Linked DNA regions of Mus musculus: all the other regions are linked to region 4. A link is a contact called in public Hi-C and HiChIP or PLAC-seq data. All regions are on one chromosome and are shown on one strand. Each heading gives the region's core, a stretch centred on a gene start, on an enhancer-like site or on the middle of the called end of the contact. The rest is flanking DNA. Distances are from core to core; before and after follow the strand shown. Region 1 overlaps Vwf (Von Willebrand factor). Region 2 holds the start of Mrpl51 (mitochondrial ribosomal protein L51). Region 3 holds the start of Chd4 (chromodomain helicase DNA binding protein 4). Region 4 overlaps Scnn1a (sodium channel, nonvoltage-gated 1 alpha).

Evidence for each region. Hi-C and Micro-C count contacts between places; a contact is called where the count stands out from the background. HiChIP or PLAC-seq counts read pairs in DNA pulled down with a chosen protein or histone mark.
Region 1: a contact with region 4 is called in a Hi-C map of bone marrow-derived macrophages, with 28 read pairs. The contact joins two enhancer-like sites. A contact is called at or near these places in 3 of 39 promoter capture datasets (embryonic stem cells and frontonasal cranial neural crest), 3 of 484 Hi-C or Micro-C datasets (CD4 T cells, bone marrow-derived macrophages and nephron progenitors), 7 of 115 datasets of contacts at active chromatin or transcription factors (DN3 thymocytes, bone marrow-derived macrophages, embryonic stem cells and 4 more) and 1 of 9 other capture datasets (liver).
Region 2: a contact with region 4 is called in an H3K27ac HiChIP or PLAC-seq map of trophoblast stem cells, with 16 read pairs. The contact joins the promoter of Mrpl51 here to the enhancer-like site in region 4. A contact is called at or near these places in 3 of 39 promoter capture datasets (cranial neural crest, macrophages and neural stem cells), 5 of 115 datasets of contacts at active chromatin or transcription factors (bone marrow-derived macrophages, embryonic limb bud, embryonic stem cells and 2 more) and 4 of 9 other capture datasets (adipose tissue, liver, macrophages and 1 more).
Region 3: a contact with region 4 is called in a FOXA1 HiChIP or PLAC-seq map of pancreatic cancer cells. The contact joins the promoter of Chd4 here to the enhancer-like site in region 4. A contact is called at or near these places in 1 of 39 promoter capture datasets (the SN4741 cell line), 1 of 484 Hi-C or Micro-C datasets (LSK cells), 1 of 115 datasets of contacts at active chromatin or transcription factors (pancreatic cancer cells) and 3 of 9 other capture datasets (adipose tissue, embryonic stem cells and pancreatic islet).

The regions. Positions count from the first base shown.
Region 1 is chr6:125,572,014-125,578,138 of GRCm38.p6, forward strand. The region is part of intron 6 of Vwf (Von Willebrand factor); the gene reads left to right. Among named protein-coding and RNA genes, the nearest start is that of Vwf, 22 kb to the left of the region's middle. Within about 2 kb of position 1,373, at least 343 of the 459 cell types and tissues checked have an H3K27ac peak or open chromatin away from gene starts, as enhancers often do. A contact at or near this core is called in bone marrow-derived macrophages, memory CD8 T cells, microglia and 2 more, where this site is marked.
Region 2 is chr6:125,190,168-125,197,029 of GRCm38.p6, forward strand. Mrpl51 (mitochondrial ribosomal protein L51) reads left to right here and starts at 2,033. Exons shown (of 3, transcript NM_025595.3): 1 at 2,033-2,266; 2 at 2,349-2,459; 3 at 3,056-4,225. The coding sequence starts at 2,188. The coding sequence ends at 3,252. Ncapd2 (non-SMC condensin I complex, subunit D2) reads right to left here and starts at 1,419. Exons shown (of 32, transcript NM_146171.1): 1 at 1,331-1,419. Mir3098 (microRNA 3098) reads left to right here and starts at 5,625; the gene lies at 5,625-5,711. It overlaps Gm52878 (a long non-coding RNA gene), which reads left to right and starts at 6,567. Exons shown (of 2, transcript XR_003956366.1): 1 at 6,567-6,862.
Region 3 is chr6:125,092,994-125,099,653 of GRCm38.p6, forward strand. It overlaps Chd4 (chromodomain helicase DNA binding protein 4), which reads left to right and starts at 2,988. Exons shown (of 39, transcript NM_001346610.1): 1 at 2,988-3,267; 2 at 4,094-4,272. The coding sequence starts at 4,173. It overlaps Mir7045 (microRNA 7045), which reads left to right and starts at 4,031; the gene lies at 4,031-4,093.
Region 4 is chr6:125,328,966-125,335,086 of GRCm38.p6, forward strand. It overlaps Scnn1a (sodium channel, nonvoltage-gated 1 alpha), which reads left to right. Exons shown (of 12, transcript NM_011324.2): 2 at 1,946-2,219; 3 at 3,128-3,318. Among named protein-coding and RNA genes, the nearest start is that of Scnn1a, 11 kb to the left of the region's middle. Within about 2 kb of position 2,201, at least 231 of the 459 cell types and tissues checked have an H3K27ac peak or open chromatin away from gene starts, as enhancers often do. A contact at or near this core is called in the SN4741 cell line, adipose tissue, bone marrow-derived macrophages and 8 more, where this site is marked.

The DNA of each region.
Region 1 (6,125 bases), core at 123-2,622, 240 kb after region 4:
AAGAGACAGCTACATCTGCGTCCTTTCAATAAAATCTTGCTAGTGTATGCAATGGTGTCAGCGTTTGGATGCTGATTATGGGGTGGATCCCTGGCTATGGCAGTCTCTACATGGTCCATCCTTTCATCTCAGCTCCAAACTCCGTCTCTGTAACTCCTTCCATGGGTGTTTTGTTCCCAAATCTAAGGAGGGGCATAGTGTCCACACTTCAGTCTTCATTCTCCTTGAGTTTCATGTGTTTAGCAAATTATATCTTATATCTTGGGTATCCTAGGTTTGGGGCTAATATCCACTTATCAGTGAACACATACGGCCTCAACTCTTAAGCACACAACTTCCAACTTGTAAACAAAAGACATCCCAAAAGCCATTTTTTTGCCCTTGTGCTTCCAGTGACTCAGCGGCGCAAGGCCCGCTGGGTAGTTGCCTGGCACGTGGCCACGGTTGCTAACAAGGGCAGACTTAAGCTCCAGACTGAGCGCCAAGAGGCCCGTGCTTTGTGCAGAAGGGGGATTTCCTCTTTCCCAGGGCTTGAGATAGCTGACATTTGTCCTTTTAAAGACAAACCGTTGAGATTCTCTCCCCCATAGTTGGGTGCGCTGGTCAGTTTTTTTTCAGCTTGACACAAACTAGAGTCACCTAGAAAAGGGAACCTCAGATGAGGAATTGCCTCCGTCACATCAGCCTGTGGGTTTGGAAAATGAGATGTCCAGAGCACATCCAAATAGGCAAGTGAGACAGGCATGCCCTTCCTCTAGAGATGCTTGACCAACAGACAGATTTCAAAAGAAATCCATCCAAGGTACTGTGCACGAGAGACTTTTCTCACTTCCCCCTTTGGGTTTCTAAATTAGAGTTCTGTGTTTGGTTGGTGGCATTCCCTCTCCCTCCCTTCAAGGCGAGGCTGAGAGCAACAGGTCCCGCCGAGCATATTTTGTTTTGTTTGGCTTTGCAAACACAGGCTGCAAACAGCAAGGGCTTGGCAGATGCTGCCCACCCTCAGAGTATCAAGGAACAAACCCTTTGATGTGGCGTTAGTGGGAGGTACAGACAGACTTTTTCTGGAGAGAACCTGATACTGAGGGTGAGTTGAGGAGGGAAAGACTGGGTGCTTTGTTCAAGGAAGACAAAGCACGGATGCAGCTTTGCTAAGTCTGCGGGGACACATTTTAAGGCTCCAGCTGTATGTCCCTACTCACTTTGTCTCCCGGGTGCTTTAACCAGCATCCTGGGAACAGCTGAAGAACGTGGTTCTTGGTTCGGGACTGAGGCTCCAAACACACCTCCCTGAGGCACGAACTCCTTCAAGTCCAGCACTCACAGTTCAGAGTTTCAGTTTGTTTACCTAGAGAACTGTATTCTGCCCTTAGCCAATCAGATCGTGTTTGCTCACAGCCGGGATCCCTCATTGGCTGGGATGCGCAGTGACTCATCTCCTGGGAGGTGATTAATGTGGCCTCTTGTAAGTTTTTGCTCCCGCTGGGCCCCACGCTTAGATATTGGGTCTGCTAACTGGGAGTCTTTTAGCAGCGGGGTTTTGGATTCAGGAGCCAGTTGGAATGGTTGAGCGTTCTCAGGGAGGCTGCACTAGTGTACAACTGCTTTGGTTAGCTGTCAGAACCAGTCACCTCTCTTTTCTCCTGATTTTTGTAGCTCTTTCAGGGAGCCTGGTCATAATTCTTATACCTTGGGGAGGAACGTTTGCCTGTTGTACCAACAGACCCACAGCCTCTCTCTGCTGGGACCGATAATGGCTTGTTGGATCTCATCGTTTGCAGTTTTAGTTTTGTTTTTGTTTTCCAGCTGAGCCTGGAGCCCAAGCCATAAATGTCCAGATTAAGTGATGCTCATCTGCTCACAGCTACCACACAACACATGCTTTTTAGAGAGATCCTTAGCCTTTCTCTTTTTGTAAAATGAAGTCTGGGGAGCATGGGGGAAGGGCTGAACTTCACAAAGGGATAGTAGCTTTGGTCCTGTGTCCTGCCTGTAATTTGAAGCCGAAAGCCCCATAGGGTTGCTGTTAGCCCACAGAGTGGTCATTCTAGCTATGGAAAAAGACACTCCTTTCCCAAGGCAATCTCCTGTCACTGATGGAAACCTACCACAGTGAACACAACCACTGCACGTCCCACGATATACAGATCTGCGGGTGATGCTAAGGCCCACTATGTAAGTGTCAGCCACTTGGCACATCACCGTTGGTCATAGTGTAGCCTGTCACCGCACTTGGTGACTTTGGACTAGCCTGGGAGTCACCGAAGCCATTATCACCACTCTCAGGTCACATTCCCCAGTGTGACAAGATTGGCTCCTGCCTTTGCTACTGCTGTCAAGAGCATGAGGACACGTCCATGCTTGGCACCAAGAGATCTCTCCCTGTAATTCCTAAGAGTTTGTCTTCACGATGACCAACTGCCAAGTTACTGGGAATCCCAAGTGTTCAGTTACTGGGAATCCCAAGTGTGGTTGCTGCTAATTTTTACTTGAGCCACAGCAGGGGAGTAATCCAGTGGTAGCAGCATCGTCAGATGAGTCAGGATTGGGAGAAATGGATTTTCATCAACGTTAGGAATCCCAGGCTCACAAACACTGAAGCACTGGATGAGATTCTCAAAGTTACCTCTACATCCCCCTACCCCCTGCGGGAAGGTGCTCTGTGAACAACAGCCAGATGGGCTGGATGTGTTCTGATCTTGGCTTTAAGAGTCAAGGCCTTAGAATAGGCTTGCTAGGCTCTTTCTGGCCTTCATGCACAGCTCAGCTCTAGCTGGCTCCTCAGCTTCCTGAGAGAGCACACTCCATTAGTTTATGCTCCTTTGAAGTTAGAGCTCTGTGTGTCTATCCATGTCCCTGAATACTGGAGTCTAGGACCCCTCTGGGCCAGTTGCTCTGGGCTGGTGTGTGAGCCCTGATTCCATAGTCGGTCAGTCTCCTCCACAGCAGCTGGAGACTTTCCACTTTCCTTTCACCTGTGAATTTGGTGTTTATTATGGGAGCATGTGACATTTTTCTGTGCTGTCTTTGTCTCACCTTTCACCACCTTCCATCCTGTAGAACGTTCTCTCTCTCCTCCGGGACAAAGTGCGGCTCACCGGAGACATCTCTTGTCCTTGGGAAATCACCTGTCCTATGGGCTAATATTTGCTAAAACCATTGTTGACTTTCAGTGACCATAGCACATCTCTTCAATAGCCCAGAGAAGCACACAAAGTATCCATCCTGTTGGGGACAGAGCAGTTTGCTCTTCATGTCCTGATTACACAATTGTTTATTTGCATGGGCGGACCTGTCACTTCTTGCTCTATCTAGATGGGGAGCCGGCAGGTGTGCGTGGGAGGGTAATTTCATCAAGTAGTTTGGTCTGCAGTAGGCTCTTGGCAGTTGGAACAGCCATTCATCTGCCTGCCTGGGATTCAAAGTTGTTGAATTTTTATTTATTTTTTTACTTTTATTTGACATGTATGGGTGTTATGCGTGCATGTATGTTGTTATGCTATGTGCATGCCTGGTGCCTAAGGAGGCCAGCAGGGTTGTCATATCCCTCTGGAACTTGAGTCACAGATGGTTGTGAGCCATCATGTGGGTGCTGAATGGGGAAATTAGATCTGGGTCCTTTGGAAGAGCAGCCAGTGCTCTTAACTACTGAGCCATCTCTCCAGTTCCAATTCAGAACGAGTTGTAAGACTTTGGCCCATGGAATCCAGCAAACTCAAGGATACAAGTCTACACTTAGTGGCTGAGTGACAGCACCATGAGTTGGGTTTATAGACAGGGTACCCGCTCCCCAAGCCTTATTGTTAAGGTTTGGACACAAGCATCTACATACATTTCCCTTTGGCAACACGAGCTACTTCTCAAGTCTTTCCCGACTCACCAAAAGGCTAAGTAAGGAATGAGGACTTATACAAGGAATGTCTAGGACCAGGAAGTAGTCTTGGGTTCACCCCCTTCTTATCCTCACCTGGGTTCTTTTCCTGCGTTGCCTCTCAGTGTCCCCCTCCTTCGGGCTCTCCTTTACTGAACACTCAAATAAGAAAACCCTTTCCTTTACATTCAATATGTTGTCCACTTAAGAGCAGCTCCAGAGAAGAGCTAAGTGGCCATGGTGATGGTGACAGCCATGGAGGTGGCCTATGGTGGTCCTGCTTTATTTGCTATGAGGTTTCAAAGATTTCCTTTGGGTGGGCTGGCATTTTGCCTTTTGGGCAAACCCTTAGGAGGGCTGGATAAAGTCCTAGCATCAATTTCTCCCTATTACAGCAAACCCCAGGGTCTGTAACAAAATGCAGTTATCCTGTATCCATGGCTCCATTGTAGGAAAATCTTACCTGTTCTGAACGCACTGTTTTTTTCCTTATCATTCCTTAAACAATGTGTGGTGACAACTATTTCCCTACACTTATACCATAGCTAGTAGTATAAGTAATTTAGACGGTGTTTAAAGCATTTTGAAGATGTGTGGGGTTCCAATGGGGGACCCAGCATTCATAGATTCTGATATGAGAGGAGGGTCCTAGAAGCAGTTCTCCATGGCTACTGAAGGATGGGTGTTTCTCAGATGTTTCCTTTCCTTTGCCCTCTTCCAGGGAGGATAAGAGTAGGCAAAGAATGGAATAGGTCCCATCAGAACACACTGAGATGTTTTGTATGGGTCAGGCACTGCTGAAACTGTGTAAGGCTTACAAGGTAGAGATCTGAGGACCGGGCACACAAGAGAACTTAACCCATCATGAAGGAGAACAGCAGTGCCTGGGGGTCAGTAGGTGACAAATTGCTTGATGGGTGGTAAGTGACAGGCAGCTCAGGTGATTGATTGCTGTCACAGAGCTGGTGATTTTTCTTGCTGTGAGCAGGATATGTAGACCGGTCCATGCTGGGCTGTTTATTCAAGAGCTTGGGTAAGTTCTGAACTGCACCTCAGGGAATAATACTGTGGGCAAAAGTCCCCAGAGGGAAGCCACACCTCCCAATGCCCTTCTGCAAGGCTGATGGGGTGATTAGGACCTCAGTGATCATGGAGGGCTTGGAATGGTTTAGTTCCAGAGCCCGATTCCACTTTATCTTGGGTTATCTTTGGCTCTCTAAATAGCCATCTCTTGTCCACTTCTTACATCCTTGTGGTTGACAGATAGACCCTTTTGGAATGTATTCACTTAGCAGATCACCAGGTTCCACCAACCAAAAGGCTAAGCAGAGTCTGCTCTAACCCGCCCACACGATGTTTCCACCAATGGCTTTGCATAGTGCCTTAATGTATGCTTTCTTTGTTCGGTTACTACAATAACAGTGTGATGAAACTGTTAACTACATCGGAACATGGAATTTGAAGTATTTCGAATCTGTGTTCCAGAGCCACGATCATTTATAGCTGGCTTCAGAATAAACGTTTTTAAATCCCCTCTGAGGTTAGAGCTATGCTTCTTATGTGGACACTGCCTGACTCTTCGTCTGGCTGCCAGAGTCTTGCTCTGATTCTGAGAACTACTCATGTTCCCAAGAGGCTGGGGCAGAGTGAGAAAGCGCCTAGTGGACACGGGCATTTCTACTAGGTTATATAGCCATCCTGCATATCACGAGCGTCTCACTCATGATACTCACTAGCTTAAGAAGAGGAACCTTCACAAACCCCATCCCTGTGATGGGGTTGGTATGAGCCAGGATGGAGATCTGAATCTTGACCATGAGTCGGAAACTTGGAATGTGGATAAGAACCCCAGAGCAGCCAGCGGTTATAAGTGGACTCAGTGATCTCCTTTTACCCCATCCATCCCTGAATCCATCCCTGGCTGACTGATTGGGGAACTATCCTCTGCCCTGAGGTTTTTGTTTTTGTCTTTGTTTTTGTTTTTCGAAACAGGGTTTCTCTGTGTAGCCCTGGCTGTCCTGGAACTCACTTTGTAGACCAGGCTGGCCTCGAACTCAGAAATCCACCTGCCTCTGCCTCCCAAGTGCTGGGATTAAAGTATGCACCACCACTGGCGGGCTCTGAGTGAATTCTTGAACCCACTGCTTTAGACCAGTTCAGCTTCTAGGCGCCTCCACACCTCCTCCAAGGGGCGGGCCCACAGGAGGCCTCCTGCCGCCTACTCTGGAGCTGGAAATATCAGGGCCCAGCAAACAAC
Region 2 (6,862 bases), core at 783-3,282, 140 kb before region 4:
CAAGGCTAGTCTCGGCTACGTGGTGTGGGCTGCAAGAGATCTTGTCATAAAACACCCTCCCCTGCAAACCCTCACCCTCAATATAAAAGCAACTCTAGAGGAGAATAATTTTTTCCTTTAAGTTTTATTGCATTCTGATGAGAAAAGATACATAATTTCAATTTACCTGAATTTGTTACATATTTTGAGTAAATAGACTTACATCACATTCTTCTTTCCCTTTTGTACCCCAACTCCTCCCAGAGAGTCCCCCCTTTCAAAACCTGCAATACCTTTTGTTTTTTATCATATTCTTTAAAATTTATAAAATAAGCTGGGCGTGGTAGCACACGCCTTTAATCCCAGCACTCGGGAGGCAGAGGCAGTTCCAGGACAGCCAGGGCTATACAGAGAAACCCTAACTCAAAAAAAAACAAAACAAACAAACAAAAATATATATACATATAATATTGTAACAATAACAATGAGTATTATAAAAGTTGTGTGATATAACACAACAATCAATTGAACAGTCTTATGCAGATGTTTGTCTACAGCAATACTGAAAATACATATGTTTTTCTCGGTATAAATTTTAAATAACTCCAAATATATTAACTGTATGATATTTTAAAATAATATATCACTATTAGTTTTTTAAAAATCAACACAAATAGATCAAGTGAGCATAATTCTTATTATTCTGACACTAAGTCATTGAGTCTCATGGTCTCTGTAAAATGGTGTTGCTCTGGGGATCAAAAGAATCAAGGGATAAAAACTAGTCAATAGCCAGGGGTGGTGGAACATGTGTATAAAGGCAACATTAGAAGGCTGAGGCAGGAGGACTGCTGAGTTTGATGTCAGCCAGGACTGCAGTGAGGCTGCAAGGAGTACATCTCAACAACAACAACAACAACAACAACAACAACACAACAACACAAGACAATACTAATGAACTATTAAGTGACAATCAGTGTATACATACAGACTTATTGCTTCCATTTTAAAGTGAAAAAAATCCTTAAGAAATATTTTACTGAGCATTGGGGTTCCAGCCCAATCAATGGAATGGAAGGACATTAACTTCTACTTATCCTGTGCCTGATTTCAGTCTCATGGGGTGCAGAACGAAACAACCAAATTTACACATTGGGTAGTAAGGCTATGCGATTTTGCCCACACCACACATTCAGATTCTGATCTGTCAGACACACAGCCATACTGGATCTCAAGGGCATCCCTACCAGACCGTCGCTCCCGACCGCACTCCGGCAAAGGCTGCGTCACGTCCTGGACCTGCTTTTTCTCAACCTTTCCCTTCCCAACCTTTCGCACTGCCACATCTCACCTGGACCCCGCGACACCCCTCACCCGCCGCTTCTTCAACCGGAGAGCCCCCTGCTGAAAAGGAAGGAAGAAAACAATAGGGCAGGATACGCGCCAAACAACGAGATGGTTTTCAAGCTAGCGGAGGAACCGGCCAATCCGCGGCAGGCTGAGACGGAGACCCGCCTCAGCGCCAGGCGTCGCGCTCGCGGAGCCCGCAATTCCCTGTTCAAACCTCAACGGCTGCCAGGAGGCCAATCGCGACAGAGGCTGGAGAAGCCAACCAATCACAGCCCCGGGGGCGGGGCAAGCGGGCGAGGGGCGTGGCCCCGAGTCTGCGCTTTCCCGGCATCTCTACCGTAGTCGGCTAAGCATGGTCACCCGTTGTCTCTCCGCGGGCCGCCTAAAGCAGTCCAGCTTTTAACCATGTGGCGCCCGGCCCTGTACACTCCGGGAATATACTGCCCCAGCAAAACTCAGCTTGCCGTAGCGCCAGGCTCCCGTCCTCCACTTCCCTCACAGTTGAGGACGCGCAAGGGACAGGAGAGAGCTTATTTTAACGGAATTTCGGTTTGGGGGCGTCCTTTCCTGCGACAACAAACACCGCAGCGGTTCCATTCTTCCAGGGGCTAAACCGGAAGTATTTGACTGGACGCGCCTCACAGGCCGGAACTTGGAGGGCGGGGCTTGTGGCTGTGCGAGCCACCTTGGGATGACTCCCTAAGCTACCTGGGTAAGGCCCAAAATGGCTCCTCTTACTGTCACTACCGTGTGAGTCCCGCCTGGGACTGTAATCTGTGTCTTGGCTTTGGAATTCACACCCGCTCCCCATTTTTCCGGCTGGTTTGCTGCCCCTACTGAGGCGGACAGGCTAGAGTAATGGCAGGGAGTGTCCCTTGGGCGGCAAGTAGGAGACTGTGGGGCTGGGTGCCCTCGGCATGCCGAAGCTTCTCTCTGGGTAAGTGGCTTAAGTGTAGTAGGACGGCCGGCTAACGGCTTGTCACTGGGCAGTGCTGATTCATGCTTCTGTCCTTCCCTAGGCGTCCCACGGTTGGCCTTCGTAAGGCTCACTCTTCCACCTCCCAAAGTGGTTGATCGCTGGAACGAGAAGAGGGCTCTGTTTGGCGTCTACGACAACATTGGAATCCTGGGTAGGACGCGATTCCTGGTTTCTGAAGGATTAGTATGCTCTCTTGACTCTTTCGGTTTTATTTGTGGAGAGAATAGTAATGTGCCCGGGGCAAGCCTGGGGGCACAAACCTGTTACACGGGAGATGAAGCCAGGCAAGACCAGTCTGAGATGCGGAGAATAGTGAGGAGTGCGGGACTCAGTCTCACTAACACAGTAGTGGGCAGGTCTGAGGGCCAAAGCGAGTAAATGGGAGTGTCAGTATTTGAACCCAGACATTTCTGGCTGCAAAGTCTTTACTCCTTTCTTTCTTTCTTCTTTTTTAAATAAGATTTTTGTGTTTTCTGAATGTGTACCGTGTACTGCTCAAGCAATGCCTGCAGGTTCAGGGTGACTTCCTAGAACTTCCCTTTCAGGCAGTCGTGAACCTTCAGTTGAGAGTGCTGGGGAATCCTTTGGAAGAGCAAGTGTTACAAAGACTCTGTCCCTTGTACTAGACTGGTGTGTGCCTTGTCTGTCAGTAGTTCTGATCAGGGAGATGAAACTGTGTTGAAGGCCTAGTTGGGCTAGGCTGACTTCTCTTCTCTTGAAACTAGTATATATTCTGTCACGTTACAGGGAATTTCGAGAAGCACCCAAAAGAACTGATCAAGGGCCCAGTATGGCTTCGAGGCTGGAGAGGAAATGAATTGCAGCGTTGTGTCCGAAAGAAGAAATTTGTGGGAAACAGGATGTTCATTGAGGACCTGCATAACCTTAACAAACGGATCAGCTATCTCTACAAACACTTTAACCGACATGGGAAGTACAGATAGGACGGGAAATGTGTCACCCTGGAGAAGGGGAACAGGACTTATCCCAGCAAGGAGAGAGCTTTGTGTGCTCGATGTAATAAAAAAATGGGGCTCCTTTGGAATCTGATATGCCCAGTGCTACATTTACTCATGCACTCTGACGTCTGCCTCGTTCCTAAGTCACATGATCTTTTGTTACTATTACTTACAGCCCAGTTATGCTTGTGGCCTTTATAACAATCATTTATTGCTGGCACTTTCTGACACTGGCACCTCGTGTAAGTTTTTAAAGAATTTATTTTTATTTATTTTATCTTATTTTTTTGTAATCTTGGAGCTGAAACCCAGGGACTTGCTCATTCTAGGGAACTCTGCCACTAGCCGCCCAGGCCCTTGGAAGTGTAGCTGCTATTTCTAAAGACTCTGCCACCCCAAAATGAACTAGGAAAGTGAAATTACACTTTGTACTGCTCTTATCAGTTATAAGTTAGGGAACTTGTCTGAGTACCACAGCATTTCCCATCCTCTTGAATAGGGCAGTTTTGTGGAGGCTGACCTTGAGTCATGCCCAGTTTTATGAAGTGTTAAAGATCACACCCAGTATTACCCCTGTGTGTGCTACCCTGTTTGCTTTTTTTTTTTTTTTAGGGGAAAAAAATGTCATTTAAGAAAGATATTTTAGGGCTGGTGAGATGGCACTGACTGCTCTTCTGAAGGTCCTGAGTTCAAATCCCAGCAGCCACATGGTGGCTCACAACCACCCATAATGAGATCTGACGCCCTCTTCTGGTGCATCTGAAGTCAGTCACAGTGTACTTATTTTTAATAATAAAAAAGTCTTTGATCATTGGACCAGAGCAAGTGGAGTTGACCAGAGAGAGCAAGGTCAACTGAGGCAGCAGAGGTCCTAAATTCAATTCCCAACAACCACATGAAGCCTCACAACCATCTGTACAGCTACAGTGTACTCACATACATTAAATAAATCTTTTTTTAAAAAGAAAGATATTTTAATACAGGTTTGAGCATCAGGGCTATGAGAGAGGTGTTCAGAGGTAAAACACTTGAGAGCATGAGTGTGGGCTTCCCTGAGAGACTCTTCTATATGGCATAGTGCTGGCGTCTTGGATATACCAAGTACTTTATAGTGAGCTATAGACCCTCTGCTGCACTTTGCTTTTGTTAGTATATATTACAAAAATAATAGGTTTTGCTATGACATTCTTCATTTACTTCTTTTGGTTTTTTGAGATAGGGTTTTCTCTATGTAGCCTTGGCTATCCTGGAACTCAGTATGTAGACCAGGCTAGCCTTGAACTCATGGAGATAATACCTTAGTGTTGGATCTAAGGCTTAAGCCACCACATTTTCCACAGGTTTTTGAATTTATGTTTCAATTGAAATCAATTCAGTGAGAAGTCTGGAGATGACAGAAAGGTAATCCAGGGAATTTTTCTTGCATTTTTTTTTTTTTTTTAAACAGTCTTGGGGCTGGAGAGATGATTCCAGCCATCTCCCAGGGATGCTCTTGCAGGTTGCCCAGGTTAATTCCCAGCTCACACATGGTGACTCAAGGCTGACTATACTTCCAGTTTCTGGGCTTCCCATGGAGACAGGCATGCACATGTGCACAGGCATAGCTGCATGTATTATTGCATGTAAAACATGAAATAATAATAATAAGCCGGGCGGTGGTGGTGCACACCTTTAATCCCAGCACTCAGGAGGCAGAAGCAGGTGGATTTCTGAGTTCGGCTATACAGAGAAATCCTGTCTCGAAAAAACAAAACAAACATAAAAACAAAAACAAACAAACAAACACCAAAAACCTATAGTCTCTCAAAGTCAGGCTCAGGCTGGCCTGGAACTCTTATAGCTCAAACTGGGACCCATCCTCCTGCCTCTACCTCCAGAGTGACAAGATTATATGTGTGAGTCCTTGTATCCAGCTTCAAACTACTGTTTAATCCTCATATTTAGTGGCCATGTCCAAGGCTATATAATACCTACTTCTTTTTATAAAAAAGTATTGCCGGGCGGTGGTGACGCACGCCTTTAAAACCAGCACTTGGGAGACAGAGGCAGGAGGATTTCTGAGTTTGAGGCCAGCCTGGTCTACAGAGTGAGTTCCAGGACAGCCAGAGCTACACAGAGAAACCCTGTCTTGAAAAAAACAAAACAAAACAAAAAAGTATTACAGAGACACACAGGCAAACAAAGCAGAGCTTGGGGATTCTCTTGGAAGAGTGGGGGGAGGGACTGTAGGAGCCAGAGGGGTCAAGGACATCACAAGAAAACCCACAGAATCAACTAACCTGAGCCCTTAGGAGCTCACAGAAACTGAACTGCCCACCAGGGAGCTTGCATGGGACTGAGCTAGGCCCTCCACACATTGTGGTTGGGAGGAGTCCTAACAGCAGGAGTAGGAGCTCTGATTATCCCCTGCTTCTGCTGCCTGCCTTTAGGACCCTTTCCCCACAACCGGCTGCCTTGCCCAGCCCTAATAGAAGAGGTGCCTTGTCTTACTGTACTTGATATGCCATGGCTGGTTGATAGCCACTGAGGCCTGACCTGGGGAGAACAGGGGAGTGGGGATCTGGGTGTGGGGAGGAAAAGTGGCAGGGAGAGACTATGGAGGGAGGGAAGCTGTGGTTGAGAGGGAAGCTGTGGTTGGGATGTAGAATAAAATTTAAAAATGTTAAAAGTATTGCAAATCCAAGAAAATGAATTGCTTGTAGACTCAAGTGAGCTCTGAAGGTAGAAAAATTAGGGTGGTTATCCTATTTGATTTAAATCTAAGTTCTGTGTCAATGATCTTTTATGACGTAACAGTCCATTCTTAAACTCAATGACTAAAACAACTTCAAATCATTTTCTCTGGGTTTTCTTCTTCAGATGGTTAATCTAGTTTGCTGTCACGAGGCCATATTCAGCAGTGGGCTAACACGCCTGAGACATCTTCACTCACATCTACTTAGTCAATTGGTAGTTTGGGTTGTTTTTGTTTTTTTGAGAACCAAATCAGGGCCACTGCAAGAACAGCAAGTGCTTGTAACCTCTGAGCCATCTCTCCACAGCCCCAGCTAAGTTCTTTTGGCACAAGGTCTTATTATTCAGCCTCTCTTGGGCTTGGTTGCTTAGAGACTTGATCCCAAAGGACAAAATTTAAATAACAAGGGTTGATAAAACGAGGCTAAGAAGTCTTGAGGTCTTCAGGCATGGAGGCAAAAACCTTTGAACCCAGGACTGATCCCTGGAGACAGAGGCAGGCCTGGTCTACATATCAAGTTCCAGGCTTGGCTACACAGTGAAATCCCATCTTTAAAAAAAAAAAAAAGAAAAGAAAAAACAAAAAAGCCATGAAGCGCGGTGGTCACCCCTTTAATCCCAGCACTTGGGTAGCAGAGGCAGGTGTTTCTCTATAAGCTCAAGGTCAGCTTAGTCTACAGAACAAGTTTCAGCACAGCCAAGGCTACACACACACACACACACACACACACACACACACACACACACACACACACAAACCCTGTCTTGAGAAACCAAAGAGGAGGGGGAAAGGTAGAAAAGGAAGAGGAAAATGTTTTAATACAATCTCACAAGTGTTAGTGAAGAAGGAACTAACAAGTCA
Region 3 (6,660 bases), core at 1,738-4,237, 240 kb before region 4:
ACAGAGTAATAATTAAAAATTTAAAAGGGGGGGGGGCAGCCGGGCGTGGTGGAGCACACCTTTAATCCCAGCACTCGGGAGGCAGAGGCAGGCGGATTTCTGAGTTCGAGGCCAGCCTGGTCTACATAGTGAGTTCCAGGACAGCCAGGGCTACACAGAAAAACCCTGTCTCGAAAAACCAAAAGAAAAAAACATAAAAACGGGGGGGGGGGGGGGGGAGGGGAGAGGCGGGCTGGCGAGATGGCTCAGCGGGTAAGAGTGCTGATAGCTCTTCTGAAGGTCCTAAGTTCAAATCCCAGCAACCACATGGTGGCTCACAACCACCCATAATGAGATCTGATGCCCTCTTCTGATGTGTCTGAAGTCAGCTACTTACATATAATAATAAATCTTTAAAAAACAAAACAAAACAAAAAATTTAAAAGAGAGAACCTATCCAGAAAAAAAAAGCAAAAAAAAAAAAAAAAAAAAAAAAAGCCAATAAGCGAAAAGAATAAGCGCAGCAGTTGTGGTCCAGGATGTGTTTAAAGGGACACACGGCAACAATACGGATTTTAAGCATCAGGACCACTGACTGGATGATTGCTGCTTACCAGTCAAAATCCTTTAGCACATAGGGAGTAGCTAGGGGATGATTTGAAGGCTTGCATCACCAGGCCCTGCAGGAAGTTATCTTGACCAGCCTTCTCTTGTAAACTCCTCCAGATCAGCAGTTCTCAACCTGTAGGTCATGGTCCCTTTGACCATGGGAAAACACAGATATTTACATTACGATTCATCACAATAGCAAGATTACAGTTAGGAAGTAGCAACGAAAATAACTTTATGGTCGGGGGTCACTATAACACGAGGAGCTGTATTAAAGGATCGCAGCAGTAGGAAGGGTAAGAACCATTGGTCTAGATGGCCCACCTACCTCGACCTCTACTGGGGATGTGACCTCCTGAGAACAGTTTAGATTTGCTCAGTTCTTTATGACAGGACATTGGGGAACAGTGGTCAGTGGTCTTTCTCTCTCTCTCTTTCTCTCTTTCGTTTTTCTAGTATGGAATAGTTTATTTAGGGCATGGGGAGGGGAGTTGAGGAGGGAGGAGAGTGAGAGAGAGAGAGAGAGAAGTAGAGGACTGGAGAGAGGCTGGCCATCATGAACATGGAGAGCAGGTGATGATGGGGATAGGAGGGAAGGGACAGCAGGAAGAGAGTTAGAGAGCAAGAATTACTAGATATTTTTATATTGTATCATGCATGGTCTCTTTGGTTGTTTAATGTTTCTTCATTATACATTTAATATTTATTCATGGGTGCCCCATTAGCCCAGTTGGTTAGAGCACGGTGCTGGTAATAAATAAATAAATTATAATTATCCGAGACTTGTTTTTACTGTAGCCTAGGCTGACCTTGAATTCACTGAGTAGCAGAGAATGGCCTTGATCCCTTGATCATCTCGTGTGTTCTCTGAGTGCTGAGGTTATTGGCATGTGATAATGTTCCCAGCTGTGACTGTTTCTTGAAGGAAGGCACCTGTGTGTTGGTATCCTCGTTCTCGGTCGGTAAGTAGCTAGCTCTTTACCTTGTTAGTACTCTGTCAAGGGTATGTCGAATGAACTTTAGTGATGGTGAGTACAGAGCAAGGCATGGTAGAGGACTCTCAGTCCATGGTGGTGATAGGCTATCTGTCCACGGAGGCTGCCTGGACTTGAAGGTGGCAGTGTAGAGGACTTCTGGAATGTTGAGAAATAGTTTTGGGATGGGGGTTTGTAATTGTTATGGGATGTTCTGGGTGAGTTAAAGTTTTTCATCATGAAGTTTTATGCAAGTGTTTCATCTAGTCAGCATATTATTTGTTTGAGTTTACACAAACATTCAAAGCTGGAGGGAGGTAAGTATCTAGAACATACCTGGATTTGGTGGGGTTTGTTGGGGCTCGAGGTTGGCTCTTGGTTCCTGAGTGTCTGCAAATGATGAGCTAGGAAGTCTGGGGGTCCTGAACTTTGAGAGCCCAGAATGCTCCTATTGCCCAGGAAGGGACTAAAGTGTGTGCTAGTGGGGACAGGGCAGTTAGCAGTTTGCCACACCCTCTCTGCTCTAGTTGGAAGAGCCTGACAACTTCTAGAGGTGGGGGAGGTTGTGACAATTAGGGGATGTCTGGCCAGACCTGTGTGCGGTGATGGAGTGTAGCAGAAGTATTATGGGATGTGGCACTGGGTTGTGTTGGGACAATTATGGTATCGTGGGCTTTTTGAAATTATGGGATGGGAGAGTAGATAGAGTAAATGATAGGACATTTTCCCAGTGTTAGTGGAGGAGATTTAGATGTCCATTTGTGGGGTGACAGCAGAGCTGCTGATCATTAGTGAGTATCTCTTTGCTAGGAGGAATGGTAATTTATGGACCATGGAGCTAGAAAGAGACTGGGAAGGCTGTGGGTGGTAAAGTGAGCATCTAGAATCTCAACCCTAGTGCAGGGACTGAGGGCAGCTCTGGGGGGGTTGGATATTATGGGATATCAGTATAGAAAGTGGGAGACTGATTATTACGGGATCCGTGTGGGAGGAGGCCCAGTGTCCGTTGTTGTAGTATGGGGTGGGTGAGTTTCTGACAATCATGGGATGTCAAACTGGGGGTGGTTATTATGGGATGTCGGTGGGGGATGGGTTGAATATTATGGGATATGAGGCTGAAGTGCTGGGAGGGGTGCTTATTATGGGATGGCCAAGGGGAGGGAGGGGTAATGAGTTATTATGGGATGTTAGCAGTAAGGCCAAGAGTGAAGAAGTTGGCAAAGAGTGGTTATTATGGGTTATCTAAGGGAGGGGGAGCAGGTTTTAGTTTGTAAAAGATCTGCACTATATGTCTGTAGCCCCGGGCACATATATGCATAGAGTGTGGGGGGCGGGGTGTGTGTATGTGGGGTGTCCGTGTGTATTATGGGATGGCCAGGAGGTGGGCGGTTGCCCAGGTGACGCGCGCGCGCGCTCGACGGGGGCGTGGCCAATGGTTGCCTGAGCGACGAGGGGGCGGGGGTTGCCCGGGAGACCTAAAGAGGAGGGTGGCGGTAGTGGAGGGGGGGGTTGGAGTTGGTTGAGGTTATTATGGGCTGTCCGTGGGGGGCGGGGCCTGTGCGGTGGGATTTCCCGGCCGGTGTTTCGGGCCCTTTAAGAGGCGACGCCGGAGCCGGAGCCATTTTCCCCCCTTCGGCCGCGGCGAGGAGGAGCTGGAGCGGGAGTGACACCGGCGAGACCCAGCGCGACCTGAGGCGGCTCTAGGGTGAGGAGCGCGCGAGGCAACGGGAGAGACATCTCTCTCAGCCCGACGTCGTCCCGGGGGTCATTCCTTCACCTGTCCCTTCTTCAGGCGTCCCGGGGCCCGCGGGCCGTCCCCTCTCCAGGGAGCCGACCCTTCTTCCCCGGAGGCGGCCGGGTTACCTCCAGACGGCGCCCTGCCCTGAGGGAGTCCTGCTCCCCGCCCCCCCCCCCTCCTGGGCTCGGCCTCCCACAATGCCGGGCGAGCGCCTGCCCGCCCGCCCCTCGCCCTTTGCTCGCTAGCCCCCCGGGACACGTGGCCCGGCCCCCTTCCCGGTGGGTGCTCGCTTTCCTCCGGCGTCCCGACTCTTCGGGACCCCGGAGCGCCCGAGCCTCCACGCCCCCTGGTCCCCGCCGTTCCGGAAGAGAACCTGAGTTGTCCCAGAGGACAGCCTTTGGAGAGCTGCCCTGTCTGGGGACTGGCCCCTCCCCGGGCGCAGAGGAGCGCCCCCCCACTCCCAAGTGACCTTGTGTCCCCGAGCACCGGCCGCCTCCCCTGACCCTCTCCGCGCCTCCCCACTCGAACCCCACTCCCCAGGCACTCCTGGCTCAGGCCAGGCTAGCTTCTTCCTTCCCCTCCATGCACCAGCCTGCCCTCGGGGGCGTCATTCCCTCTTCTTGGGGGCTCCTGCTGGGGAGCCGGCTCACGGGCTGTCCCCGAGGAGTGTGGAACTAAGTTCAGCCTGAGTGGTTCGGGTGCTTGGCTAGGGTGGTAGGGCAGGGGGGCGGAAAGAGCGGGTGGGGGAGGGGGACTGCGCGTCACTCACTGTTCTCCCCCCTCCCCCGCACAGTGACTCGGGCCAGTGCAGAGGGCCCCAGGCCGCAGGCAGGAGCAGCTGGGCCAATTCCCTGGCCGGGGAACGGAAGGGGATGGCGTCGGGCCTGGGCTCCCCGTCCCCCTGCTCAGCGGGCAGTGAGGAGGAGGATATGGACGCACTTCTGAACAACAGCCTGCCCCCACCCCATCCAGGTAACATCTTCCCGGAGGGCCCAGGGCAGGAAGATGTTTGATCTTTCCTCGAGACTCCAGTGAGGCTGCGTTCGCGCGCTGCTTGTCCCTGTGCAGAACCCAGGGTGGAGGGCATCCGAAGGGAGTGGTTCTTTTCTGCGGAGCTCTTGTGTGCTGGGGGGTGCTGGGGGAGGTGGAAGCCATGTGCCTCTTGGGCACCACGGACCCAGATGCAAGCTGGCTTCACTCAAGGCTGTCTGGAATGCTCCGCAGTCCCCGGTTGAGGGAGCTCTCTGGGTTAGCTTTACCTCGTGCAGGTTCTTGGAGGAATGCAGGTGGTTCCGACTCTGGTGGTGACATGGTGGGGTGCGGTGGGGATTTCTGTTGCGGGAGCCCTGCCAGGCATCTGGGATCCCGCGGTTGTTCCCTGGAGAAGAAAGCGAGAGTGTTGGTTGCTTTCTGTCCCGATCTCTTACGGGTTCTCTGTGCTGTTTCAAGAGTGTAAAGTTTGAATCTCACTCTTTATCAGATCTGTAGAACTTTGTTAGTCAGATTGTTGGGATTTTTTTGAGTGGAGAAGGATGGAGGGCTAGGAGAGGCAGCATGCAGTAGCCTAGTGAGGGCAGAGGGAGGGAATTGGCCCTTGGTGTGGACATAATCTTGGATCTTTACTAGGGGCTTCCGCCACTCTGAGGTAGCTTGGGGTCTGGTCTGGATTGGTGGCGTGAGGTGTTTGTGTGGGTGTGTTAGGGTTTGCACTGTGTTTTGGGGTTGCTCCCTGGACTGGCTAAACCCGTATTATTATAACCATCTTGCCTGAGTGCCTGCCCTCAAGTGATGGCTGATGTCATGCTTGGAAGTGGATGTCTTTCTCTTGTCTCCTTATTTAGAGCCCCCTTAGTTAAGGCACCTATTGGCTTGACTCCCCCACATTCATTGCAAGGTCGGTATCTTCTCTGCGTCCACGTAGTTTCCTACACCGTGGAGCCCGGCTGTCCTGGTTACTACCCTGTGAAGCCTGGCTGTCCTGTTTTTTGTTCCTTACGGCATGGCTCTCACTTCTGCCTTTTCCTGAGCCCCAACTGGAGGGTGAGATATCCAGAAGAAATCATTTTCAAATTTGTCATTTAAGAGAGCCATTATTCTTGCTGCTGAGTCCTAGGCTGCTGAGATAAGGGACTTAGATCTGTGTCTGATCACTGAGGTGTAGGCCTGCGGAGCTCTGCCTTTGCGAGGGTGAGGTGGGTAAGGAGGAAGACTTACTTTTCCTTCCTTGTCTTTATGAGAGGCTGGGTGATGCTGTCTGACCAGCGTTGCTTCCCATCTTAGCCATAACCCCTTGCTTGAAGGTCTGGGGCTTCCCTCCCAAGTGGGAGCACTGCAGGCTCTCAGTGTGAACTCTGCCCCAATCTGTAGCATGACCCAGTTTTTCCTCTGGCCACACCCAGTTCTGCCCCTTTCCCAAATCTCCCTCTATGGCATGCAGCGTGATGGGCCTGAGGAGTTGGAGGGCTGTGTGTGGGTGGAAAGGGGCCCACTGTGCCTCCACAGCCCTGTCCCTGGCTCACTTCTGCTCCGCAGGCAGAGGAAGAAGGCTTTGGTGGGTACTGTAAGGGCTGTGGGCCAGAAGCCCTTAAAAAAATGGTGTGTTTAGGGATGAGAGGGGCCTCCAAGCCTCTGACCTAACCCTGGGACGGGTGTGGATGGGAGGCCCGTGGCACTTTGTCCAACCTTGGGATCTGACTGGCTCCAGCATCATTTAGGGCTACTTCTGGGTTATGCACTGAGTGTGCGGGATTAAAGGGAGGGAGTCTGCTGTTTGGGGGCTTGGGCATGGTTTCTGCAGGTTGGGTAGGATTCTTGTTGGGTGACTGGGGAAGCTGAGCTTTGACACTTGGTTCCTCAAGCTAAAGCTTTCTGATTCCTTGTAGGGATGAAGGTTGTATGGTTTGGTAACCTCCATTGAGCCCTTGTTAAGTCTTAGTTCTAATGTCTTTAAAGAATACAAGTGAGTGAGTACTGCAGTCATTCCAATAGTTTACTCTGGTGCTGTCTTGGCTTTCTTGTCTGGGACATGAGGGTGACCTCTTACAAACTGTGTCATCCTAGAGTAGGTATTAGAGATCACTGGCTTTGGACCTAGGTAGGGCCAGGTAATAATTTGAGAAGTTTTCTTTGAGGGTACTCTCCGCTCTGTGTACTTCTGTTGGCTCCACCCCCACCCTTGCCACTTCCTGTCTGTCCTATGTTGGCACTGGGTGCCCTGGGCTGGCTTCTGCGGTCAGGAGCCATTTTCCTTCTCCTCAGTGGGTGAGACACTCCCTTCTCTCTCCTCCCTTCCCTACTCCCCCTCTTCTTGAGCGGGGGTGGCTTGGGAAGAAGGAGAAGGGAACTGGGAGCTGGTGTACA
Region 4 (6,121 bases), core at 951-3,450:
GATTGGCCTGGAACTCACAGAGACCCTCATGCCTCTGCCACCCAAGTGCTGAGATTAAAGGCGTGTGCCACCACACCTGACTCTTGAATTTTTCTTTAAGTGACATTTAATAGTTAAGATATTGGGCATTTTTAGCCAATCCCTTGTGTGAGTGTGTGTGTGTGTGTGTGTGTGTGTGTGTGTGTGTGTGTGTGTTATTTTTTGAGACCAGGTCTCACTATATAGCCCTAGCTGATCTGGAAATTGCTGTGTATATCAGGCTGGCCTAAAACTCACAGAGATCTGCCTGCTTCTGCCTCCCCAATGCTGGGCATAGAAAATATTTTTAAATTATTATTATTAATGTACGTATGTTTTTGCACCAAGTTCATGCTGCGCCCATGGAGGCCTAAAGAGGTTAAATCCTGGGGCTGAAGAGATGGCGCAGTGGTTAAGAGTACTGACTGCTCTTCCAGAGGTCCTGAGTTCAATTCCCAGCACCCACATGGTGGCTCACAACCATCTGTATTGTGATCCAATGTCCTCTTCTGATGTGTCTGAAGACAGCAATAATGTATTCATATAAAATAAATAAATAAATTTTTAAAAAAAGAAAGAAAGAAAGGAAGAGAGACAATGAATTTCCCAGAACTGATGTTATAGACAGCTGTACCTTATAGGTGCTGAGAATTGAACTCAGGTCATCTGGAAGAGCAGCCATTGCACTTAGCTTCTGAGACATCCCTCCAATCCCACTTTATAGTAAATATTAAACTCAGGTAGTATAAGCCCCCTCCCCCAGCTTTTTTCTTTTCCACAACTGTTTTGGGCACCGTAGGTTCTTTGCAAAGAGGTGTTGTGGAGGCATGTACCTGTAAGCTCAGCTGCTGGTGAGGCTAAGGCAGGAAGGTTTCAAGTTTGAGGTCAGCCTGAGCTTCACAGAAACTCTTTGCGTTCCATAGACACCTCAGAAGCACCTGTCACTTCCTTTAAGGATGTTTGCTGAATTCGGGATCCGGATTTTATGTGATCTGAAAATCAAGTTGGGAGACATGAGATAGGAGCTGTTGTATGATTTCGTATGTTTTGGCCTCCGGCAGGGTTCCAGTGTGCTCTGCGGAATAAGAAATCTTGCCTATATTAAATTTAGGAGTAGATCTGATAAATATAAGGTTTACTCTTGATTATATGTACATAATCTGTGTGTGTGAGCCACATGTGTGAGTGTGGCTGGAAGCCAGGGGTGGGAGTCAGATTTCCCTGGAATGGAGTTAGGGGGTTGTGAGTGCTCTGATGTGGGCGCTGAGCAATGAACCTGGGTCCTCGGAAGAGCATCACATGTTCTCAATGGCATGCCCTCTCTCCAGCCTCAGTGTGGTGTTAATGAAAATATTTTCCATTTGTTGCTAGTATCTAGAAATGCAGCTAATATTTGTGTGTCGGATTTGCATCTTGCAGCCTGGTTTTAATTTATCATCTCGGCTTTGTGTTTCTTAGACCGTAATTCTAAGGATGTCCATCGTGCAGATGGTAATACAGCCAGTATTGAGAATGAAAACTATAGGGATTTATATGGAATCGTGTTTGGGTGGGTCCCTTCCAAATCTCATTAAAATGTAGCCTCTGAAGAAGGGGCAAAGGTAGGAACTTCATCTGGTATTTTCAGAGCAGTGCAGGGACATTCTGAAAGTGCAGTCACTGAGAAGATTTGAAGGCACAGGAAGCAGGACATTCCCAAAGGCCACCCTCCCCAAAGGAGATCGGGCAGGGCGACCTGAGCTAAGAGAACAGACTCTTTTTGACCTGTTCAAATACAACTACACTCTACACTACCCAGCTGATAGCCCTGGAGCTCTCACAGGGATCACTGATTCCCTCGGTGTTTATGGAGAACACCGTGGCCCTTCGAGGCCAGGGATTTGGTAGACCGCCCCTGGACCGACCTCCTCCTCATCGGCTTTTTCAGATACACTGAAATTAAAGAGGATCTGGAAGAGCTGGACCGCATCACGGAACAGACGCTTTTTGACCTGTACAAATACAACTCTTCCTACACTCGCCAGGCTGGGGGCCGCCGCCGCAGCACCCGCGACCTCCGGGGTGCTCTCCCACACCCCCTGCAGCGCCTGCGCACACCACCTCCGCCCAATCCCGCCCGCTCGGCGCGCAGCGCGTCCTCCAGTGTACGCGACAACAATCCCCAAGTGGACAGGAAGGACTGGAAAATCGGCTTCCAACTGGTAAGCCCCGCCCCTCGGTCCAGGACCCGCCTACGAGCTTGCTCGGTCCCATGGACCGCCTACTCCTTCAAACTGAAAGGCCTGATGGACTTTCCAGCGGGTAACACCAATACGTGAATAAATGAATGAATGAATGAATGAATGAATGAATGAATGAATGAATGAATGAATGAGTGAATGAGTGAATGAGTGAATGAATGAATGTTAGCAGAGGATAAATGTCGAGAAGTGAAATCTGTTGCAGAAAATATACGTTTCTGAATTCTAGTCCCTACTGATGGGACTCAATTGAGACCCTCCTGTGAAGAACTGAAGTTCTTCAAGTCTGTAACAGAAGGCAAGTAAATGAGACACTTAGACAGTAAAATGAGATGCATGTGTGTGTGTGTGCATGTCTCTGTGTGTATGTGTGTAACCCAGGTCCTTGTCCGTGCTTGGCAGGGTCTCTTCTGTTGAGCTACATCCCTGCACCCTAATAAACATGTAGACTAAAAAGGATGGGTAGGAGGAAATGGGACAGAGGCTCATCTAGTGAAGGAGAGAGGGAGGCCCCGGAGAGATGGGCTGTACCACCAGCACACGGAAGTTCTAGGATCACCTCTGTTGTGGGAACGAAAGTCTGATCCCAGAAGCTTTCTTGCACCAGTGAAAGGGGAGAATTCTTGCTTCTTCCTACCTGGTTGCATAAGTAATTACAGTGAGGAGGCACTGCCTACCATTACCTCAATCCCAGGGTCCTCTGGCCACCTCTCCTAGGGGCTTCTAGGGAAGTGTTTCTCCCCTTCTGTTCTACCCACACCCTGTTCCCTGTACCTACATGCCCATCAGCCCTCAGAACACCTCAGCTCTCAGTCCTTGACCTTGGTGCACTGTCTCTGACATGCACTGACACTCCTGTCTCTGTGCAGTGCAACCAGAACAAATCAGACTGCTTCTACCAGACATACTCATCCGGGGTGGATGCCGTGAGAGAATGGTACCGCTTCCATTACATCAACATTCTGTCCAGACTGCCCGACACCTCGCCTGCTCTAGAGGAAGAAGCCCTGGGCAGCTTCATCTTTACCTGTCGTTTCAACCAGGCCCCCTGCAATCAGGCGTGAGTAGGCCCCCTTGCTGGCTCCGTTGTTCCTCAGAATCTCCTATCCTGGGTCCTCCTGAGGGCTCAGGAAGTTCTCTGTGGTTAGGCGAGGAAATGATCCAAGGCAGGTGCCCAAGTCTGTGCCCAGCATGTCACCTGTAGACGGGCGTGTGGTAAGATCCATGGACGGCAGGTCCCAACCAGAGTTCCCATGACTGTTCCGTCCCTTTGTCCCTTCATGGTCTGGTGACGCTTCCATTTCACATCGTTTTGCAGAGCCTTTTCTTTGTAAAATGGACACAAATCCAAACACAAGAGAGAAGGTTTATTCAGTAAATATTTCTGATTGTGTGGACCATGTGCCAGACTCTGTTGTAGGCATCTGGGATGTATTACAGGAAAAAAAATATGTTCAATCCTTGCCTGATTGGCATTTTTACTAAAGTGATGAAGACCACGATGCTAATACCCACCTTAAGAGTCATGTCACATGTATAAGATGACAAATGTGAGGTTACTTTATACACTCTAGGGTATGGTGGGGGTCAGTCGTCGTCTTGTACCCAAACAGGTGAAGGAAGAGACACTCCCAGAGGCTCAGGCCGGCCTAAGGATTCTCCACAGCCCACTGTCCCTCAGGGATAATTTCTGTTAGGGCCCCTGTCATAGCATCTATCTAAAGAGGTCACGGCCACCAGCTCAGGCCCTCTAAGCGCTGATACAAGAGGGAAGTGAGGGACTTCCTTCTCCCTTCTGTAGCCTCTGGCTGCATATTCCTGCTTTCTCCTCCACCTCTGCTCCCGGGTTTTCAAGGGCCACCTTCTTGCTTCTGGCTGGCACTGAGGCGGTGTCTCTACAGGGGACCCTTCCCTCCAGTGCCACCCGAGAGTGGCAGCAGGACCAGGTGTCACCTGCTTCTCTGGCTTTTCACTCTGTGTGCTCACATGCCCATCCCATGGCTTGGTCCTGTTCTTTGTTTGTTTGGGGATAAACAGTCGCAGCTGGGAAGCGAGGCAGCTAAGCCTAGGCCAGCAGTACCTGTCCTGTTGCCAAGCCTCCCTGTTATCTCCCACCTTTGTCCACTCCAAGCCCTTGCCTCCCTTGCCCCCAAGTCCACTGTTTATCTTAGTCTTGGCATGCAGGTCCGGTCCTCAGTTTGTCATCTCCTTTCCCACGAGGCCTGTTGGGACAACTCTGTAAACTATCTAACTTTCTGCCCCCAAGTTTTCCCTTCATTCTTCACAGAAGTCTTTGTCTATTTCTGTTGCTATAGCAGAATACTACAGACTGGTTGGTTTATGAAAAAAAAAAAAAAAGAAGAAGAAGAAGAAGCTCATTCTTATAGTACTAGGGGTTAAAAAGCCTGAGAGCCTGGTGCGGGAACCTGGTGACGCTCCCATGCGTAACAAAGCAGAAAGGGGAAGGGAAAGTGAGTCTGGGAAAGAGGGTCAGGAAGGGCGGGCCGACCCAGCAAACGTCCATGTGTTCATAGCTAACCCTCTCAGGACTCCGTGGATGCGCTCATGAGGATTCACTCCATGGTCCTGTCTCTTCTTGTTGGATCCCATCTCCAACATATTGGGAAGTAATTTTCCAACCCAAGAATTGAGAGGCACATTTGAAACGTAGCAGGGAGCGTACGTTTGTGATATTAACTATTCCAGTCAGTCCTGTTCAAAATCCTCCAAAGTAGGAACTGGAGAGACTCCGCAGGCTCAGACTAAGAGCGCTGGCTGCTCTTGCAGAGGACCCAGGTTCCGTTCCTAGCACCCATAATTCGGCTCACAATTGTCCCTAACTCCAGATCCACGGGACCTGATACCCTTTTCTGGCCTCCAGAGGTGCCAGGCATGCTCGTGGAACACAGATGTGCAAGTGGGCAGAGCACTCACACGCATACAATCAATATATTAAAATCCTCTGCAGTCTCCTGTGGCTTGCTGAGTCTAACTACACTTCCTTAGCATGGCCTCCTGGACCCTCCCCTTCATGGCCTCCTGGACCCTCCCCCCTCCCTTTGAGGTCTCCTGGACCCTCCCCTTCATGGCCTCCTGGACCCTCTTCCCTCCCTTCGTGGTCTCCTGGACCCTCCCCTTCTCCTTCCTCTTCTCTTTTGGATTTCTTTCTCCTTTTGTTTTTTTGTTCTGAAGATCAAAGCCAGAGCCCACAACATGCAAGCAAGCTCTCCATTGCTGAGCTCTGTCCTCAGACATAATCTTCTCCTTAATGACACGTAGTTAAAGTCTTCCCTTTCATATGGACACTTTAGTGGTTTTTAAATATGTTTAGAGTTGTGCAACTACTGTCATTATCTAATTTTAGAACATTTTTTTCACCCACCCTCAAGGAACCCATTTACTTCTTAGCAGTTCCCCATTCCATCCCTTTCAAGCCCTGGGAACCACTAATCTGCCTTCTTGTCTCAATGGACTGTTCTTTGTGGGGATTTCACACAAGGGCTAGTAATGCAATTCAGTAGTAGATTGATCGTCTAACATTTATTAGGTTCTGGGATATATATATATATATATATATATATATATACACACACACACATACACATACATGTATATATACACATATGTATATACACACATATGTATACATATGTATGTGTATATAGGTATATACATATGTGTGTATATGTATGTATATATGTGTGTATGTGTATACATATATACATATATACACACACACACACACACACACACACACACATATAGTATCTTTTGTGACTGGTGACTTCTTTCACTTAGCATATGTTTTCCAGGTTTATCTGTGCTGACACATGTCAGAACTCACATATGAGCAATTAACACTG